Regions from separate parts of the Mus musculus genome. Here regions 1 and 2 are each linked to region 3. The links are chromatin contacts, called in public HiCAR-type and promoter capture Hi-C maps. All regions are on one chromosome and are shown on one strand. Each heading gives the region's core, a stretch centred on a gene start, on an enhancer-like site or on the middle of the called end of the contact. The rest is flanking DNA. Distances are from core to core; before and after follow the strand shown.

Evidence for each region. Promoter capture Hi-C pulls out the DNA fragments that hold promoters and counts their contacts. HiCAR-type assays count read pairs that join an accessible place to other places.
Region 1: a HiCAR-type map of astrocytes shows a contact between it and region 3, with 5 times the contacts expected there. The contact joins the enhancer-like site here to the promoter of Slc33a1 in region 3. A contact is called at or near these places in 4 of 39 promoter capture datasets (cranial neural crest, embryonic stem cells, hippocampal neurons and 1 more) and 3 of 115 datasets of contacts at active chromatin or transcription factors (astrocytes, bone marrow-derived dendritic cells and large pre-B cells).
Region 2: a contact with region 3 is called in a promoter capture Hi-C map of liver, with 8 times the contacts expected there. The contact joins the promoter of Arhgef26 here to the promoter of Slc33a1 in region 3. A contact is called at or near these places in 4 of 39 promoter capture datasets (cranial neural crest, hippocampal neurons and liver) and 1 of 115 datasets of contacts at active chromatin or transcription factors (astrocytes).

What each region holds. Positions count from the first base shown.
Region 1 is chr3:65,861,953-65,865,027 of GRCm38.p6, reverse strand. No RefSeq gene overlaps it. Among named protein-coding and RNA genes, the nearest start is that of Gm35039, 65 kb to the left of the region's middle. Within about 2 kb of position 1,552, at least 111 of the 459 cell types and tissues checked have an H3K27ac peak or open chromatin away from gene starts, as enhancers often do. A contact at or near this core is called in astrocytes and hippocampal neurons, where this site is marked.
Region 2 is chr3:62,337,221-62,340,046 of GRCm38.p6, reverse strand. It overlaps Arhgef26 (Rho guanine nucleotide exchange factor (GEF) 26), which reads right to left and starts at 1,270. Exons shown (of 14, transcript NM_001081295.1): 1 at 1-1,270. The coding sequence starts at 550.
Region 3 is chr3:63,963,262-63,966,026 of GRCm38.p6, reverse strand. Slc33a1 (solute carrier family 33 (acetyl-CoA transporter), member 1) reads left to right here and starts at 1,294. Exons shown (of 6, transcript NM_015728.5): 1 at 1,294-2,611. The coding sequence starts at 1,837. It also overlaps a transcript of Gmps not described here.

The DNA of each region.
Region 1 (3,075 bases), core at 303-2,802, 1.9 Mb before region 3:
AGTGTGGAAGATTTTTCAGGTGGCCTCTGATGGGACAATAATCAGCTGGCCTCCCCCCTCCCTTTATGTCCCACTTCTCCTAGATTGCCATCTCTCTCAGAAGTTTTGTAATGGCAAATACTCTTTTCTTATCTGTTAAAATATCTTACATCTAAAAGTATGGTGGTGGCTAATTGGCCTCCATTCCCAATTCCGTTTCTCAAGGAGGCCTGAGAGGACTAGCGAAGATGACCATTCACCCAATTTGGGCATCAGTGAGAGAGGAACACAACACCTCAGGCCCAGGAAACAGGCCATCTTGTCCGGGCTCTGTGCAGGCATCCTCCTGCATTGGATGTCTCACTATCAAGCTAGCACTGACTCCACCCTCTCTGCATTAATTCTTGTCATGAGCCAGAAGCCTCGAATATCAATCTTGTTTTTCTTCTTCCAGCATTTCCGATACCAATAATAACACCATTACCCTTAAGTATGAGTCTGTATACCCGACACAGAGTGCTTTGGGGTCATTGAAATGCTCATCCGTCCTTTCTAGGTCTTTCATATCTGGGAATCAGCAATGCAGAAAATGGGATTCAAGAAGAAAACAAAAACCAAAGTGAGGCTTGAAATGAGCGAAGCAGTGCGGAGGGCTGGCACGAGCCGACTGCCACCAGAGCAGGGAGAGCATGCAGGTCGGCTAAGGGAGCGCACCGCGAAACTGGCCAGCCCCTTAGCAACATCCGCATAGCTGACACAGAACACTCTGACTTGGGGAGGGATGAAAATACCGGGTGACATCAGAGGCTCCGAGCACAGCCAGGGCATTCTAGAGGTGTGTGGTGTCAGGACGGCCTGTGCTGGCCTCATTTATCTACCTGAGTCATTTGAACAAAGCACTCGCTGGCTTAGCTTTGTTGTGACTAGAATTTGGAACCAATCCCCTGGCTCTGCCCCCATGGGTTTTGCTACTGCAGCGCAGCGTGGGTATGTAGGAACACAGACCGAATCCTGTGGCAATCAAGGATAGACTGTTCCTTCTCTGGGCCACAGGCTTCCCTAGGAAGGAGCCTTGGCCAAGTGTTTGTGTGTCTCCAGAACCAAGTGTCTGGCAACCAGCAGGTTTCTCGTGAATAAATGACAAATCCCAGAGACACATTCTGGGAAACGCAGGGCTTTTGTGGTGGCAGCATGCTCAACAGCACAGCACTGTGCTGTGGGACTCTTTAGTTTGTGGGACTCTAAGAATAATTTTCACGTCCTGGGAAAAGTGTCTGGCGCTGATTGCACATGCGAAAGTGTCGTGACGTGGGGATTAGGGTTGTCACAGGCAGACTGAAGGCCTTAGAAAAAGCACACCAAAATGGAGGTATTCATTCTAGGGAGGCTGCAGAATACTCAATGAGCTGGCGTTCTTCTCCTCCGAGTGAAGAAGAGGCCATGCTTGAAAACGGGGCTGTAGAAGGAAGGTCTCAAGAAGCCTTACTTCAGATTCCGTTCAGACACCCTCAGCGAACTCCCACATATTCCTCACCTTTCCACTAGGGGGCAGACAGAGGACGGAGAACATCCCAGGCAGGAGGCCGGTCCCTCACAAGGCAATCAGCCTCACACCAACACACTAGGCTGTTTGTGCTATGCAAAAGGCGAGGCTAAGCCTCTCTCTTCCGGCCTGTCACAGTCTCATTGATACTGCATGGTTTGCCTGTGACATCAGACACCGAAAAGTATGACAACCAAACTGTACGGTTCAAGGTGAATGTCAATAAATAGAATAAAAGGGGAGGAGGGGGGGAAGGAAGAAAAAAAAAGAAAGATCCCTGATGTTTTTCTTACCACACATGGTTTGGGGGGATCCTTCATTATCCAGAGTATTCATGATGTATCTGAATTCAGTGACTTCTCACAATGAGAAGATAACTGGAAAACTGCATACGACCTCTCTCTTGACCTCTTTCTATTTACAACAGCAACGTGGTTTCTATCCAAGTCACTGTTTCCTTCTGAGAGCCCATTCCACAGGCCTCTGTGTATCAACACACAGAAGGAAATATTCCAAGGGATATATTTTTTTTAATAACTCCCACATGCCTTAAAAAGTCATTTCCTCCTAAGACATTCAGGGCAATCGGGGCCCCTTAATTGGCTTAATTTTTATTCTTAATCCTCAAGGGTCGAGGAAAAAACAACACGACTATCTTCCTGTTCCTATTACCCTTTCATAAACTGTTGAGCACACAGGCTTGCCTCTAAAAGAAACCACAGTGAGCCTAAAGGAATAAGCATTTGTCAGGCCAGACCCCAGACTGGAAGATCACTGCAGGTGTGAGTCACTCATGGGAACTCTGAGGGTCTGAAAGCCACTCTCCCACTTGCAGAGGTGAGGGCGGCGTTGGCTTAGAACTGGCTCCGTGTTTGCTAGCATTAATAGAAATGTCTGTCAAAACAACGTTTTGTGACTTTTAATGAATTGCATCTTTAATTGTGCTGAGAAAAAAGTAAGCAAATGACGTGAGTGAGCTTACTTACAAGGGAAGGGTCAGCCTGTGTCTAGAACGTGGGTTTCCTGTGGAACGAGAATTCTTGTGCAAATCACTTCAAGCCATCCCTGATTTTTTTTTTTTTTTGAATGCTCTCCCTGATTTCACGCTGATAGCATCACAGCTCAGAAGATCCTATGAAGACAGCCTGACATCAAGCTGCTTTCTTGGTTGGCAAAATGATCTTAAGAATTACCTAAAAATGTGCTGTTTCTAAATGATTTGTTCATCTAAAGTCATTTGATTTTCAATTAAAATAAAATAAACAGGCTTGGCTATATTTGGACACAGATGTTGCTGTGGCTTCCAGATTCCTTTGTTTAAAGGTGACAAGATGCGTGGAGAAGACATTCATCTGATTGGGTATTCAGGCTTACAAAGAAAGTAATTACAGGGCCAGAGAGAGGACTCACCCCCCCCCCCCCTTCATCTAAATTCCCTTCCACATATCAACATAGTTTGACCTTGATGGTTTTAAATGTAAAAGACACTGATGTAATTCAAATAAAGCAATTTTTCAAATACCCCAAGGAATCCGGGATCAGAGATGACAGGC
Region 2 (2,826 bases), core at 21-2,520, 1.6 Mb after region 3:
CTGGGCCAGATGAGTCGGTTTTATGGGCAAGGCCATTGGCAATGGGCGAAGATACCTTACTGGCAGTCACCCCGGTGCAGTCCTCATCGGTGGCGCAAGAGGCCGGGGTGTCCGGAGTCCGGGAGGCGCGCGACAACAGCGCCGCGGGCGAGGCCACGGTGCCATTAGAAGTGGACTTCGGGGAGCCGCCCGACGCCGCGTAAGAAACCAGGGGTGACTTGGGCCGTCGGAGTCGAGGAGAAGCAGCTCTGTAGTCCGGGGACACCGTGCGACCATTGGTCACCGGCCTCCGATGCGCGCTCAGAAGCTGGGGGCTCCTGGACACCGTCCTGTCGTCCGGGTCGGCGGGTACGCGGACCGGAGTCTGCGGCGTGGGAAGGGCAGCCAGCTCCTCCACAGGGAAGTCGGTGATCAGCAGCCCGCTGGGGCTCTGGTACGACTGTGGCCGCGGCTTGCTCCGGCTGAGCAACTGGAGCGGAGGGGTGGACCGTCTCCGCCACAAAGGGGTGACGCCGTTGCTGGAAAAATCCACCTCGCTTTCGCCGTCCATAGCGGGGCCTTTGAGCCAGCCCCGAGAGGAGGAAAGCTGCTCAGGTTGCCTAAGAGAAAGGAACTTTGCCTCCGGACAACTAGTCTTGTCTGGGAGCCTAACCGGGTTCCAGCCCGGCGGTCACACGGGTGTCGCGCGGGACTCGGCAGCGCCGCACTTACCCGCCCTTTCTCGGGCACAGCGTCTCCCGCCAAGCTTCCCGACCGAGGACTGAGATCCGAGCCGCAGTTGATCAGATGAATCCCGTCTCCTCTGCGTCCTTCCCGCCCCCCAAGCCCGCCGGCACCTAGAGAGCTCGCCGCCACCGCAGGACCCTTGGAAAGAGTTCAGCTGGCTGGGACAGCTCGCCGTGGGACGCTCCCCCGCGTCTCCATCTAGCCGCCCGCCCCGCGCCAGTCCACCCGGTCCCCGGTATGCGGTCTCCAGCGCGCTCACCCTTCCGGGGCACAGACCAAGGAGTACTCCCTGTCCCCGAGGGTGGCCTGGGTCCTTACTAAAGCGCGGAGACAACCGCTCAGCCTGGGACAGCAGAGGCCCGCGGCGCCGGCCCCGCCCCCGCGCTACGCCCCGCCCCAGCACGCCGGGGAAGCTCGCACCGAGGCGCCCAGGAGTTCCCGCCCCTGCCTTCCCGGAGTGCGCTCAGTGATTGTAAACGGGACGCGCACACCTGAGCTGCCTGTCCAGACCCTGAGTGCAAGAATGCAGGAGCGCGGGCGGCCGCCCTACGGGCCAGCTGGAGGGCGCGGTCGCAGATCTGAACACTGCGTGGGAATGGTCGTGAGAGCAGAGAAAGGGCTTCTTGATCATCCCTAGACCTGGAGGGGAAGGTTGGAAGGGTGAAACACTTCGGAGCTTGGTGCTGCTGCGACACTTCACTGGGCCACTTGTGGGCGTCAAACTGAACCTCACTCCGGGCTCTCACTCATCTGCTTGCAATAATGTGTGGACTACAGACAGATTTGCTTGTATGCACTCAGAGGAGACTGAGAGGCCAGGTGGACTATGACTCTACATGTCCTAATGTCCTAATCTTTGTGCCCTGTATGTTTGAAAGTCACACAGTAAAAGTAAACAAAATACAAAATATTTATTAGTGTGTAGTTGTGTACAATATAAATTGAAAATCTGTATGTAGAATAAAATATCGAACAAGAAGTAAATTCCAAATCCTTATTAGAGATTAAGAGGCTGGGCCTACCCCTTCAATCTAGTCTTTTTTCACTAGCTTTATCTAGTCAAGCCAAGTCCACAGTCTTAGAGCCTTCAAGTTTATTTCTTGGCCTTCTGGTTTGTCACTTCATTGGAATTACCCCCGATTTCCCCAACCACCTGATCTCTTTCTTTTTCACATTAACCGAAATTTGTAAATCTGAATGCTTAGTTATATGTCTGTGTATTAGTGCTTAATCTATTCTGCCTTTGCATTGTAGTTTTGAAGAGGGCAGGGGTTATATTTGTGACTCATGCACACAGTAAGTGATAAATATCTGTGGAGTTTGGAAGTAGATGAATAAGAGAAATGAACTGGGCCAGTGATATCTTTTAGATGTTGGTTGCCAAGTTGGCTATGTCTTGGTGAAATTCCAGGTATGTACGACCTGAGAAGACATGATTTTGGTTGATGAGATCTGTAGAATTGGTTGTTAGCAAGACACAGGGCAGGCTCCAAGTGTTCAAAGTTCATGTGAGTGCCCACTGTTTAAAGCCATGCTTCTTTCTGCTTTGGGTGGCAAAAGGAAGGGTGGTTCTTTATGTTTTTCTATAATTACCAAAGTGACACAGTGAAGGTCTTTGATCTCAGAAACTTTTTTGAACTCGAACAAATGGAATCAAAATGTATATCGAAATCATTTTTGAGAAGATTTACTAACAATTTCATACGGAAATAAGTGGATTCTATGTTCATCTATGGAGCCTTGCTGTAGGGGATTTTCATATCAATAATATTAGTTTTATATAATAAATTTAACTTCAGAAAGTTGTGGAGATTTATAAGTGGCAGGTTTAACGTGGATCAGAGTGCAGTCTGTGATCAAAGTTTAAAGACTTCGAGAATGGCCTGAGAAGTTAATGTCCCTGTAGGTCACATGGGTTCTTGAGCTGTGGTGACTTGTGATGAAGAAGTCACAGTCTGCTCACCTCCGTCCTGAGCAACAGCCTACTCCCCAAACAGCATCGAAACAACAAACTAAGGAAAATTGGCAAGCACACAGACTGTGTATTTTAGCCTCCATTTAATCTATTATATATTTTCAAATCTAAGGCGTAGTCAGTTG
Region 3 (2,765 bases), core at 45-2,544:
GTAAGATCCTGTTGAAAAAAATAGAGACTTTTGGTCTCACATAGATAACACTATAAACTGTTTTCCACTCCAATTTTTGAGACAGAGACTTGCTATATATCCATGGATGGCCAGGAACTCGTTTTATAGACTAGTCTGGATTACAAGCATGCACCACCACAACCAACTCTGTTCCTCTCTTTAACAAAGATTAGAAGACTTCATGGTCACTGTGTTCTTTCATTGAAGTATATCAGACTAGGTGTGGTGGCTCATGTATAGAATCCTAGGACTCTAGAAGTTAAGGCAGGAGTATGGCCATAAGTTTGAGACCAGCCTGGGTACATATGCTAGCTTATGTAACCCAGGACTCAGTATCAATACAATGAAAATGAAAGACGAATAATAATAATAATAATAATAATAATAATAAGCAAAGTCTCACATTTCTATGACCATACAAGAGCTGGAGAGAAGGGGGAGGAGAGGAAAAGGAAGGACCCAGGGAGAAATGAGAAGAGAACATGGGAAATTAGCTAAGTGGTTAATAAGCTGTAGAAATCAGAAAAGTGGGAAGGCAGCAAATCCACAAGGGAATTTATGGTTTGTTTTTGTTTTTAATGAAGAAAGCATGTACTATTACACTTGAAATGGCATTTGAAAAACTGGCCAATTATGAATCCAATAAAATTCTTGGAAAACTTATTTCTTTGTTATCACTGAAATACTAAATCTAGTATCTCAACATTTCAAGCTCTAAGAGCTTCCAACGATTCACCAAAACTCGAAGAAGTGCGTCGTTATGCACTTAAAATGCATAACCATGGATGACATGAAAGGAGAAAGGTGGTTTCGAGACGTTTCCATTGGCAAAAAAATAAGATGCAGCAGACTGAAATTTACCTCCTTCACTCTGTGTATCTAGCGTTCCCCTACATTTCTTCCTTGACATTGGGGGAAATGGACAGCCTTATTCGTTCTGTGTATTAGGTAGGAGTGTTTCCATTTAGTCGGGCATAAAGGACCCACAACCTGACACCAAAGCTTAGTAACTGCAGGTTCACAAAGCAGCATTATTACCCAACTACAAGCCTGGAAGTTATGTACTGAATTAAATAAGTACAAACTCGCCTACAGACCTTGTGCAATGTTATCACCAAGGCCTAGGCCAATCCAGAAAACCCGCGCTCACGTGGCGACGAGGGCCCAATGGCCGAGGCACACGAGTTCCATGCAAGCGCATGCGCAAACGGAACCGGGTTTGTTAAGACGTTCCGTCCTGGACGCTCGGTACGCTGGCGTTATTCCTCCCTCGGGGTTAGAATCGAGGGAATTAATGGTTCCTAGCAAACGTTGCTCGCGGTCGCCGCCACCGGAACTTGTTCTGATTCGCTGGCTCCGTCGGGAGGCACGGAACCCATTTTGGCAGGGAACCACTTCCCGAAGCGCGAGGCAGGAAGTTATCCTTTACCTCTGGTGTCTACTGAGGAGGGTGCCCGCTGCAGTGTCAGCTGGTGGACGGGCAAGAGAGCGTTCGAGTCCCCGCTGCAGTTAAGAGCCAGACTCCGTCGCAGCGCCACGGCACGCTCCGCCAGCCTCAAGCCGGGTGCGGCTGCACGGGGAGCTCTTGCCGGCTCCCTGAAGTCGCTCCTGTGGGCAGCGACCCAGGCTTCGCCTGGGCCACCTGCCAGGGATCTGGCTCCCTGCTGCAAAACAGCGACCAGTCTCTCCGCGTCCGCCCTCCCGGCGTTGAACCACCGTGACCCGGGTCCAGAGAGACTGCCTTGGACCTGGGACTAGACTGATCAAAACGCCAGCCTCAGGCCCCCACACACCGGGCTCTGCGTCGTCTCTGATATGTCACCGACCATCTCCCACAAGGACAGCAGTCGGCAGCGGCGGTCAGGCATGTTTAGCCACGCTCTGGATATGAAGAGTGGCCCGCTGCCACCGGGCGGCTGGGATGACAGTCGCCGAGACTCGGTGGGCGGGGAGGGGGACCGGGAAGTTCTTCTAGGTGATGCCGGCCCTGGTGACTTACCTAAAGCCCCGCGGAGCTATAGATCCGAACTAAGTAGCATTTTGTTACTACTCTTTCTTTACGTGCTTCAGGGCATTCCCTTAGGCCTGGCGGGGAGCATCCCCCTCATTTTGCAAAGCAAAAATGTTAGCTATACAGATCAGGCTTTCTTCAGTTTTGTCTTCTGGCCATTCAGTCTTAAGTTGCTCTGGGCTCCCTTGGTTGATGCCGTCTACTTTAAGAACTTTGGTCGTCGCAAGTCCTGGCTTGTCCCTACTCAGTATACACTAGGAATCTTCATGATATATTTATCCACTCAAGTGGACCGTTTGCTCGGAAATATTGATGGCAGAACACCGGATGTAGTTGCTCTCACTGTGACATTCTTCTTGTTTGAATTCCTGGCTGCCACACAGGACATCGCTGTGGATGGTTGGGCATTAACTATGTTATCCCGGGAAAACGTGGGCTATGCTTCGACATGCAATTCTGTGGGCCAAACAGCTGGCTACTTTTTGGGCAATGTTTTATTTTTGGCTCTTGAATCTGCTGACTTTTGTAACAAATACTTGCGGTTTCAGCCTCAACCCAGGGGAATCGTTACCCTTTCAGGTAGTGTACTTAAAACTATTATACTGTTAGGTTTATTTTATGCTTATGAATGCTTTTGATGAAACATCAGATGGGAGCTCTCATTTGTTTGCATACATTTTTTACTTTTAATGATGCACAAGATATTTTACTTCATTTCCCTTTCAAATTAACA